2 separate regions of the Mus musculus genome follow, and region 1 is linked to region 2. Evidence: chromatin contacts called from public Hi-C data. All regions are on one chromosome and are shown on one strand. Each heading gives the region's core, a stretch centred on a gene start, on an enhancer-like site or on the middle of the called end of the contact. The rest is flanking DNA. Distances are from core to core; before and after follow the strand shown. Region 1 overlaps Anxa2 (annexin A2). Region 2 overlaps Rora (RAR-related orphan receptor alpha).

What was found. Hi-C and Micro-C count contacts between places; a contact is called where the count stands out from the background.
Region 1: a contact with region 2 is called in a Hi-C map of muscle stem cells, with 2.5 times the contacts expected there. The contact joins two enhancer-like sites. A contact is called at or near these places in 5 of 39 promoter capture datasets (cranial neural crest, hippocampal neurons, liver and 1 more), 2 of 484 Hi-C or Micro-C datasets (muscle stem cells and regulatory T cells), 1 of 115 datasets of contacts at active chromatin or transcription factors (double positive thymocytes) and 1 of 9 other capture datasets (liver).

The regions. Positions count from the first base shown.
Region 1 is chr9:69,465,067-69,470,576 of GRCm38.p6, reverse strand. Anxa2 (annexin A2) reads right to left here. Exons shown (of 13, transcript NM_007585.3): 3 at 3,187-3,286. Among named protein-coding and RNA genes, the nearest start is that of Mir3109, 11 kb to the right of the region's middle. Within about 2 kb of position 1,381, at least 143 of the 459 cell types and tissues checked have an H3K27ac peak or open chromatin away from gene starts, as enhancers often do. A contact at or near this core is called in muscle stem cells, where this site is marked.
Region 2 is chr9:68,937,850-68,942,809 of GRCm38.p6, reverse strand. All of the region lies in intron 1 of Rora (RAR-related orphan receptor alpha), which reads right to left. Among named protein-coding and RNA genes, the nearest start is that of Gm31262, 120 kb to the right of the region's middle. Within about 2 kb of position 1,604, at least 55 of the 459 cell types and tissues checked have an H3K27ac peak or open chromatin away from gene starts, as enhancers often do. A contact at or near this core is called in muscle stem cells, where this site is marked.

The DNA.
Region 1 (5,510 bases), core at 132-2,631, 530 kb before region 2:
ACTCCAGGGCTGTGCTGTTGCTAATTACCATCTATTTCATGGAGTTGAGATTCATCCTTTTCTAATTTAGCTGACTTTCCTTTCTAGTTATTTGGACCCATATGGTAAACCATCCCCAGCTGTGTTGAACACTCCACAGTATATATTTAACCCAAGGCCAATCTAGACCAAGAGACTCCTACGGATCAAGTCTCAGAAACCTCTTGTTAATTAAGCAATATTACTACTTTTCCATGACTTAACTCAGCTTCTAACCAGACATAAATTAACATAAGGTATTGCACCGTCCACCTCCGGGCCAGAGAGTAAATACAAAGCAACCATGCCCTGGGTTTAGTTGATGCAAGAAGATACATTCACTATCCCTCCGACTAGAATGGAAGAAGTTGGCTCACAAGTCGGAGCTAAATTCAGCTGGTGAAGGTGGGGCAAAGCTCACAGGGACTATTCACTTTTCTGGCAACGCCCAGACCCTGTAATGAACCTGTGCTCCCCGTCCCAGAAGTGCATCTGTGCTTCCTCTGTGCTCTGACACCTGTACACCTTTTGAATGCTATGTGGGGGGGGTTTAATCTCCTCACACAACCTCATGGCCCTGGGCATTTATAAAAGGTTAAGAAATAAAACCATGTAAAAAAAAAAAAAGAAAGAAAGATCTAGAAGTTAGTAAGTATAGCATTGTGACAAGAAGGAGATTGGAGACATGAAGTGGAAACCCAGGAGACACTGAGGTGATCAGCCCTACACAGGTGTAGACACTGGGAGTCCTGAGGACACAGGGGGAAGACGATCAAAAGCTTGGGCCAGCCTGAGCCACACTGCAAGACCATGTCTGGGGTGTGGGGAAGGAGGGTATTGGAGTAGAGCTATGCTTGGCAATTGTTAGGGACTCAGGGATAAAAAGTTCCACACCTCTGGAGTAGCAAAGGCAGAGGCACCCACCATCTGCTTAGCAGAGGTCCTCAACCTTCCTGATGCTGTGACACTTTAACACGGCTTCTCATGTTGTGGTGACCCCCAGACAATAAAATCATCTCATTGCTACTTTGTAACTGTAATTTGCTACCGTTAGGAATCATAATGTAACTATATGATACGCAGGGTATCTGATATGTGACCCCTGTGGGAGTCGAGACTTTCTGGCTGAGAAGGGCTGGCTTAGGGCACTGTATGGAATAGGAGAAGAAGCTAGAAGAGGAAGCAGCAGGGCAATCCTGTTTAAAAGAGAGCCACCATAATGCCCAAAGGTGAGTTCTCACAGGCGGGCGCTGGGAGAGGAGTTACCAGGCAGAGCCAGATCTCTGTGCACTCTGCCCCTCCTAACTGCGCTGGAGTCGAGCCTCCTCCCACACCCAGTCCTCAGATTTCACAGCAATTATTCAGCCCCAGGCAATCGGCTCCGGGCTCCTCCCCTCCTCGCTCTGGCTAGCCTGCAAGAGCCCAGCTCACCACCTCTGCATCAGATGCAAGGCCACAGGGAACTGGCAGCCATCCTTCAGCCCTTGGTTTGTGTTTCTACGGACACTCAAGGTTTACCTCTGATTCCTTTGATGTCAAGATAAAGCAGGCTCCTGATCTGAGGCGAAGGTGCTCGGGAGTGTCTCAATCACTCCAGATTCCTGTCAGCTCATTATCTAAGTGGTGCTACTTATCTGAAATGTCAGGGGCATGCATTTTTTAAAAGAATTATTTATTTATTTTATGTATGTAAGTACAGTGTAGCTATCACAGGCATACCAGAAGAGGGAGGGCATTGGATCCTATTTACAGATAGATGTGGTTGCTGGGAATTGAACTCAGGACCTCTGGAAGAGCAGTCAGTGCTCCTAGCAGCAGCCATCTGTCCAGCCCCCAGGGGCATGTTTTTAATGAGTTTGCCCTGCCTGTCTAGAAAGGCAATCCATAGCCATCATGGATAATTTGGCAAACACAGAAACAGAATATATATTGAAAGCATAAGACTCAATAATTCATAATTTCATAATTCAATTACCAATGCCTTTGATTTTCCCCCTTTTAAGTAAAAAATTGTAACTGTCATAATAACATATGATATACTCGATTTTATTTGTCATTTTTTTCTGCAGAACTGAGAAGTTTAAGGTGAATGAATGTTAAAATGAGCATATTAAACTGCCAACATTGGTAGATAAATATCTGCAAAATACACGTAAAATAATTACATGTTAAATCTTATACTGTAAAGAGGAACAGACTTAAGAAAACTGTTACTCGCTAAAACCACTAGGCACAAAAAGTCAAGGACAACATGGAGCACTAAGTGATGGGGGTTGGGTGGGATGAAGGCAAAAAGACACAGATGCCCCCACTAGTGCTGGACCACAACTGTGGTGGGTATCCGATGGCAGCAGGATCAGGCTGCACACTGGTTTTCACTCCTGGAGATGCTGCTCTAAGTCAATGAGTCTAATCCTAACCACTGGCTGCTGCATCGCAGAACTATGTCCAACTCCAAGTAAGAACCAAGGCCAGCAGACATGAAGCATGTTAACCAGCTAGCTCTCAGTTGTGCCGTATGTAAATTGGGAATGACACAGCATGACATCTGAAATCAGTCTGAGGGTCGGCTAAGCAGGAAGCTTCAGAGCGGCTCAATGCAGTATCTGCTCCTGGTGAGCACTTAATAAATGTTGGTAAAGACGACCAAGATGATGATGGTGGTGATGACGTCAGCCACTCCTGCCCACACAGGAATGTGGAGGCCCATGGCTCAGCCTCAGGACTTTCTTGGCTTAGGGAACTACAGTGTTTTTCTGCTGACTCGGGGAAGGCCAGGAAGTGTGAGTTTTATTAATGTGTGAGTATCAGCTGTGGCCAGAGTTCATCTGTGCAGTCTTTACATTCCAGTAGGCTAAGAGCTTTCTCATGCAGGGATACAAAGCACCCTTTGTGCTAAGCTTGTAAAAGACACCATCTTTGTCAAATGACTTAACTATTAACTTGCAGGGTATGTTCTACAAAGGAGAAACCACAGAATCTAGGTGTGTCCAATAGTGAAAGAGGAGTTGTTTTAAGAAAATAGATCGTATGTAGTGTAGGGTGGGGTGGGGGTGGTGGTGACTGAAAAAGGCATCTGATACTTTCACCGGTGGTTGTGACTCAGCTGCAATACGAGTCAAAGGCCGCCCTGACATGGAGAAGGCCTTGACAAGGCGCAATGCCTACCTTTGGTCTTGACTGCTGTCTCAATGTTCAGAGCATCCCTCTCAGCATCGAAGTTGGTGTAGGGTTTGACTGACCCGTAGGCACTTGGGGGTGTAGAATGCTGCAATGAGAACACAGATACAATCAAATTAAACCAGGCACACCCTCTCACTGAAACAACACTTTTGAAACCCGATTCTGTGCTCTCACTCCTCTTCATGATTCTAACCTCTTTCATACTAAGTAAATAGGTGTCCACAGACCATCACATACCAGTTGTCTTTTTAAAAATATATATAAGAAGGTTCATTTTGATCCTGGGAATGCAGCTCAATAGCTGGAAGGCTTGCATAGCATAACTAAGCCCTCACTTCCACCTCCCAGAACCACATAAACTGGGCTTGGTAGCCCACACCTGTAATCCTAACACTCTGGAGGTAGAGACAGGAGGATCAGAAGTTCAAAGACATCCTATGCTACATTATGAATTTGAGGACAGTTTGGGCTACATGAGACTATATCCAAAAGAAGAAGAAAGGAGGAGGAGGAGGAGGAGGGAAAGAGGAGAAGGAGGAGGAGAGAAAGAGGAGAAGGAGGAGAGAAGGAGGAGGAGGAGGAAGAGGAGGAGGAGGAAGAAGAGGAGGAGGAAGAGGAGGAGGAGGAGGAAAAGGAGGAAGAGGAAGAGGAGGAAGAAAAGGAAGAAGAGGAGGAGGAGAAGTTTACTTGCTTCTACAAAGAGCTGTCCTTCAAAGGCTCCACTAGTTTAGAGCATGCTGCTGTGCCTCCCCTCTGCATTTTATTTGTAGTGGGAGCTTCAGAGCAGAGGGCACCAAGCTGGAAATCTGGGATGAGTACCTAGTCGAGTTTCTGAAGAGAAAGAAAGTGGTCTAGCAAGAATTTGAACTAAGTTCAAACTGTGGAAATGCCTGGAAGATGAGTGTGCACTGCCGAGCCTTCACTACCGGCCTGTGCTGCCCAGACTCCTGCTCTTTAAACAGTGGATGCGGGGCTGGGGGTGTGGGTCAGTTGGTAGAGTGTGTGTCCCAGCTGCATGAGGCCTTGAGTTTGACCCCCAGCAGTGTAGGGGCGGGGAAAGGGTAGCTCCAGCACTGGGGAGTGGAGGCAGATGAATCAGAAGTCCAATGTGCATGCTCTCTGAGCTGTGCAAGGGAAGGGACTTCCTCCAGCACTGTGCTGTGAATGCCCACCTTGGTGCCACATCCTCCTTACTGTGACAAGTTCCTCTTCCTCTCTGTTCCACCTCCTCAGTGCTCCCCCTGCCTTCTCCAGGATACCCCCTGCTTACAGGGCTGGCACATTTTCCTTATTGTCTTATAAATAGTCCTTCCTTTTTGGAAGCCCATCAGAGCCAACTACTTTTCCGGGCTGATAGATGGGAGCCTCTGCCCACTCCCCAAGCTAATGGCTGACTTCTCTATCTGTTCTCTCTTCTACTCATTTAACATCCCCCTTCCAAATCCTCGGTGCCATCATTCCAGATTCAGGCCACATGTAACCGTTCTGCTAGAATTCTGCTACAGTGAACATTGTAGATGGTAATGTTATGTTACGAGATTGGTCATGCCTGGAAACGAGGCAAGGACCAACTTTGTTAATGCATTTGTGTTGTTTCAGAACTATAAATATGAACCAGCTTTACCATTTGGCCCCCATTAACAGGTGTCTGACTCTGAACTTAGAGTCCTAGCTTATCCTGAGGGACGCTTGTGAGTGTGCCTCAGTTGCTTCCATGTGTCACTTCATTACTAAGAACCCAATGGTGTGTTGCTGGGCTGGCTCAGAGATCCCTGATGTCCCCACAGCCAGCTGACTATCTATAGGAGCTGCTCTGAGGTTGAACGTCATCAGCATGTGACAACACCACTCGTTGTTTGTACCAGGGAGGCTGTGAGGGGGCATTTCAGGAGCAAGAGCCATTGTGTAGGGGATTCACCAGTGGTGTGTGGTTCCGGACTTTAAATGAGGGAACATCAGAGGCTTTAATATTCCACACAGTCTGTGTTTGAACAGGCCCGTTCACTTGCACATTATGAGAGCAGGTTCCACAGACAACACAGAGGATCTTGTACACGTGACCCAAGTTGTCATCTGTCTTTTGAGTGGTTCTTTAAAAGACAAATTTTAATTCTGAGCTCCCAGATAGACAAGAGGAAAACAACAAAGCCCTAGGATTAATGACATAATTCAATTCTTTTAAAAATATACATTCTGATTTATTTTAGAGAAAAGATTTCCCGGGTGCTAGATTAAAAACAGAAAAGCCAAGGCTTCTGAGGTCCATCCACTCTAACTGAGGAACTATCGTGGTTGGCAGTTGCTTTGAG
Region 2 (4,960 bases), core at 355-2,854:
AGTTGTTCTGGAAAAAAACCCACTTAGCATAGCCCCAGCTCTGAATCCTTAGCATATGGATGACAGGGGTGTGTTGTGGTGCCCTGTTGGCAGTAAGCCAGGAGGAGAGCTGAGGTTTGGCTTGCCTGTGCTCAGGAAGCAGGCTGGGCCTGCACTAACAAGGTCCCTGCCAGTTAACAAGGCTGTTGCCTGCCTTACGAAGGAGCTACTGTCCAGAGCCTGCCTCCTGCTGGACTAGTAGATGTTAAATACAGTATAGGTCATGAAGCAGACATTGTCCAAGTTTTTTCTTTCCCAGTGCCATCAAGAGACTAGGCAGCTCTTTTCAAACTTAGCAAGGAGAATCTCTGAGGCTTTATTCAAACACAAATTGCTGGCCCAAACTCTGAAATATTTGACTTGAAACCCTTGGGCAAGGATAAAGAATTTATATTTCACACTCAGATGATGGTGATATGACCGCTCAAAGAATTTCACTCTGTGAACCATGATATCAGGAAGCATCACCCTTGTCTATAGATTTGGCCCCATTAAAATGAATCCCTCACACTGGGGAGATGGGCCAGTCAGTCAAGGGCTTGCCTTAAAATCATGAGAATTAGCCTGACAGTGGTGGCGCATGCCTTTAATCCCAGCATTATGGATGCAGTGACAAGTAGATCTCTGAGTTTGAGGCCAGTCTGGTCTACAGAGTGAGTTCTAGGACAGCCAAGGCTACACAGAGAAATCCTGTCTTGAAAAACCAAAACAAACAACAACAACAACAACACCCCATCCCCAAACACACACAGCAAAATCAATGAGAACTGGAGTTTGGTCATCGGAACCCACATTTAAAAGCCAGGCAAGTGCTTAGATAGAGTGCTTGTAATCTTAGCACTGGTGAGGCCAAAAGTAGGATCCCTTGGGCCTGCTGGTTAGCAAGTGTAGCCTTGTAGACCAAGTCCAGGCTAGTGAGTGTCTCAAAAGTAAGGTTTGCCTAGAGAGTGACACCCAAGGATGACCTCTGGTTCCCAGACTAATTTGAACACACGCACACGCACACGCACACACACACACACTATAAAAATTGAGTTCCCTACTTTACCACAGAAACTATCTTTCTTTCTATACTGTTGGCTCCACTGTCCATTTCTCACCTAGAACAACAACAACAAAAAAAAAATCAGCCCTTCAATTGCACAGCCAAGCTTGACTTGACTAAGCCTTAACTACGTGCCAGGCACTGTTCTAAATCCTTAACACATTATTAGCTCATTTAATCCACATAATTCTATGCAATAGGTACCACGATTATCCCCATTTTAGAAATAATAAATCCCACAGGGGGCCCTTAGGAAATACTTTCTGAATGAATGAAGGCAGGCAGGCAGGCTCGGGAAGCATTTATACCATGTGCTACGGAAGCTTGTTACCATGCCAAGGGAAGCCATCAGAAAGTGAAGAACTGGCTTGTCAACCAGTTGTTTGTTCCTGTACGACACCAAATAACCCATGTGCCTGCCATTGGCTGCCTACTCTGGCTCTGTGTAGACATCTCCTCACTGGGAGGGAAGCCAGAGTTAATCTCTCACAAAGGGTGGTTTAATAATAACCAGACACTGGAGGCGAACAGAAAGGAACACAGTGATCCCACGCAACCCCAGGAAAATGGACTATTCGGGCTCACAGTGTGTGCACTGCCAACTGGGGAGGGCCCCTGGGGCTGCCTGAGGTTTCTTAATTTTTATTCTAAAAATAGCCTAAGCAGGTGTCCCTCCTGGTTATCCCCGAATGCACCACTGCAAGCATCCACAGATGCCTATCACTCTAAAACAACACTAACGCTCCCATTGGAATGGAAACCAGGTCATCTCTGAAAGACTATAAATGGACAGCCCCTCTCTCTCTATTACTTATTAATGTTTCCCGCCTTTTGCTCAACCAGCCTTGAGGCCCAAACAGAGAAACACACCCTACATAAAGTTACCAGTACAGATAAATAAAACATCAGACTCAAACTGGTAGCTTTATCCTCCCCTGCTGGAGCAGGGTAGGCTGCACTGCTAGACACTACACACACAGCGATCCTCAAAGTGCAGCCCTTGGAGAACTAAGGGATGCACTCTTCCCAGAAGTTACTCATCTTTGCCTCTGTGGACGATTGCTCTTGTCTGCTATGGATGGCGTGAGGTGATCACAGAGTGATTCGCAACCCGAGTCCCTTGGAGTTGGACAAAGCAAGGTTGGCATTGCTGATGAAGAGCCTCCCCATACAATATGCATGCTCTGTGGCTACTCAGCCTCGAGAGTCACCGAGGAAATACCAGCCGCAAGGAAATGTGTGCGAGAGAAGAATCAGAGTCGCTCTGTAAAGTTCCATAGAGATGTAATTATGCAGGATCCAAGCCTATCTGATGTGGCGACCCTGGCATCCATCACTCCAGGGAGCCCTCTGGGTCAAGGGGAGAGCCATGCCCAAAGCAGTATTATTCTCTCTACCTCCTCTAGCTGCTTACAAACAGTTCTTGCTTCACTGGAACAAAGTCTTGGAACAAGGTCTCAGTGTAGCCCAGCCTGGTGTGAGGCAACTTGAGGGGCTATTCTGATGGAGAGACTTGGTGTCACTCTTGGCACCAGGGTATGTCTCTTCATAACTCACCAGGATGGAGAAACAGAGAGAACCACACATCTATCAGGTCTTCTGCCTTAATGAAAACCTGGTACTCTCTTCTTCACACAGTGGCTATAGAGGGGAGAAACCTAGCCTGGCATTTTCTCGGTAATGGTCTCAATCAGTGTAGAAGAGCATTGCAGTGCGGAAGACAGCATTCCAACTGCTGTGGATGGAAGAATTGGTGCTCAGAGGTGTGAGTATTTAAAGGCGTGGGCCCCAGCGGGGGCACTGTTTGGGGAGGTGGGATATAGCTTTGCTGGAGGAAGCCCGTCTTTAGAGATGGACTTTGAGAGTTCCTATCCTCCCCCTACTTCCAGTTCAATTTCTTGGATTCGCATTTGCACTTGAAGATGTGATCTCTCAGCTTCCTTCTGCAGTTGCCAATGCCATGGACCCCCTCTTTTAGTATGCAAAACCCAGATAAACTCTTTTATCTTTACACTGCTTTTGGTCGTGGCATTTTTGTCAAAGTGATGGAAAATTAATCAATACAACTATCCACTCCAATCAGCCCCCAGCAGATACTACGTAGAGTGCCCCACCAGACTGGCTGTACTTCAGCAAGGGGCACTGCTTGGGTATTTGTCTTAAACTTCATCATTTTCTTGTGCAAAGAATTAAATGCCTCCAAAAAAACATAAAATAAAGAATGAATGCCTCTTAGGTTGTTCAAGACAAAAGCTAGCCAATAATGGCGAAATATGCAAGACAGGCATTTTGGTGGGGCAGGAGACAGTGCTAAAAACTCCAGATGCCAAGAACCACGTCTGAAGCCAGCCAAATCAAGTCACGCCCGTGCATAGAAAGTACTTCCACCATGAGCTTTGGTTATTGCGGGGGAGTTGTTTTGGGAAAAAACCCTGTAAATATTTACTAATTATGGGCCAGGAGCCCTACAGAATGGTCAGTGTGGACTGTCAAGTTCATCCTAATAACTTTATGAAGAATATTCCATTAGGGCAGACCCACAAAAACAGAGGCAAATAGCTGCCAAGTGGCAAAACTGGAATGTGAACTCAGGAATACCCAGAATGCCTCTCCTCTACCATCTGGCCTTCTGTTGAGCCTACTGCAGTCAAGATAGCCAGTGCAGGAATTTGATTTTTTTTCTTTCCCCTAGAAATCAGCACAGCGCTGGATCATGGCTATCGCTGAAGAGTTATCTTTCTCTGAACAATTATTATTGTTCATCTCATAAGGCCCTAATCTTGGCACAAAAGCCATCATCCTCATTTGATTGAAAGGCCAAGGTCTTTCAACCTTGAGGAAACTTAAAATACCAAACTGCCTTAAGTTACCAAGCCAAACAGGAAAGGTGTGACTAATTGGCTCAAAGCCTCAAAGACTCCATTTTCCATGTATTAGGAGAAAGGAATATGTGGTTGGTCTTTACAATGTACCCTTGGAAATGACTCCTCTACTGTCTAAACTAACACAACAGTGTCTGGCATCTGACCAAAACATGGTCAGGTGCAACTGGAAGAGTCCTGAACCAGATCACTTGGTCTAAAGCTGTAGGACCAACAAGTGCTATCATATGTATGACCTTGAGAGGATTACCACTCATACCATCTCAGATGCCATGAGACAAGCTGGGAGGGTGATGTTTATACTAACATGACACAAAGCATTATGTTTCAGGGGCTCATGGTAGGACCAAGCAAGATAATGTACGTAAAAACTCATTCAATAGCAAAGGTGGTCCAAAAAACCATTCCTTGGTGGTTCATTACGCTCTGTGAACCCCACAGCAAGGGCAGTATCCTGACATCCTCTGGTGAGGGACAGAAACTGGAGGTTCAAAGAGAAAGAAGTGACAGAGCAGAATTCTCAGCTAGTTTGTTCTGGCTCATGATTTTTCAAAAGGCTGACCATACCCTGAGATGGTGAGTATTGATTGTCAATTTGACAGAATCTAGAAGCACCTAGGGGACTGGCCTCTGGCTGTGTCTGTGAGGGATTATCTCAATTAGGTTAATAAGGTGGGAAGATAGCCTTCTATAGGTTGGGGCCCTAGGCTTACATCAAATGGAAAAAGCAAGCTGAATACCAGCATCTCCTGATTGATTGCAGTATGACCATCTATTTCATGTTCCAGCCATGATGGGCTATTTCTTCAGACTGCTACCCATAATAAACACTCCCATTTTTGTCTTCCTCAAGTTGGGTATTTTTGACCCAGCCATGTGTAAATTAACAAGATGCACCTCGCAATGGAGGAGGGATGCTTTAGTTAGGCTTCCTGTTTCTGTGATGAAACATGATGACCAAAAGGCAATTTGGGAAGGAAAGTGTGTATTTGGC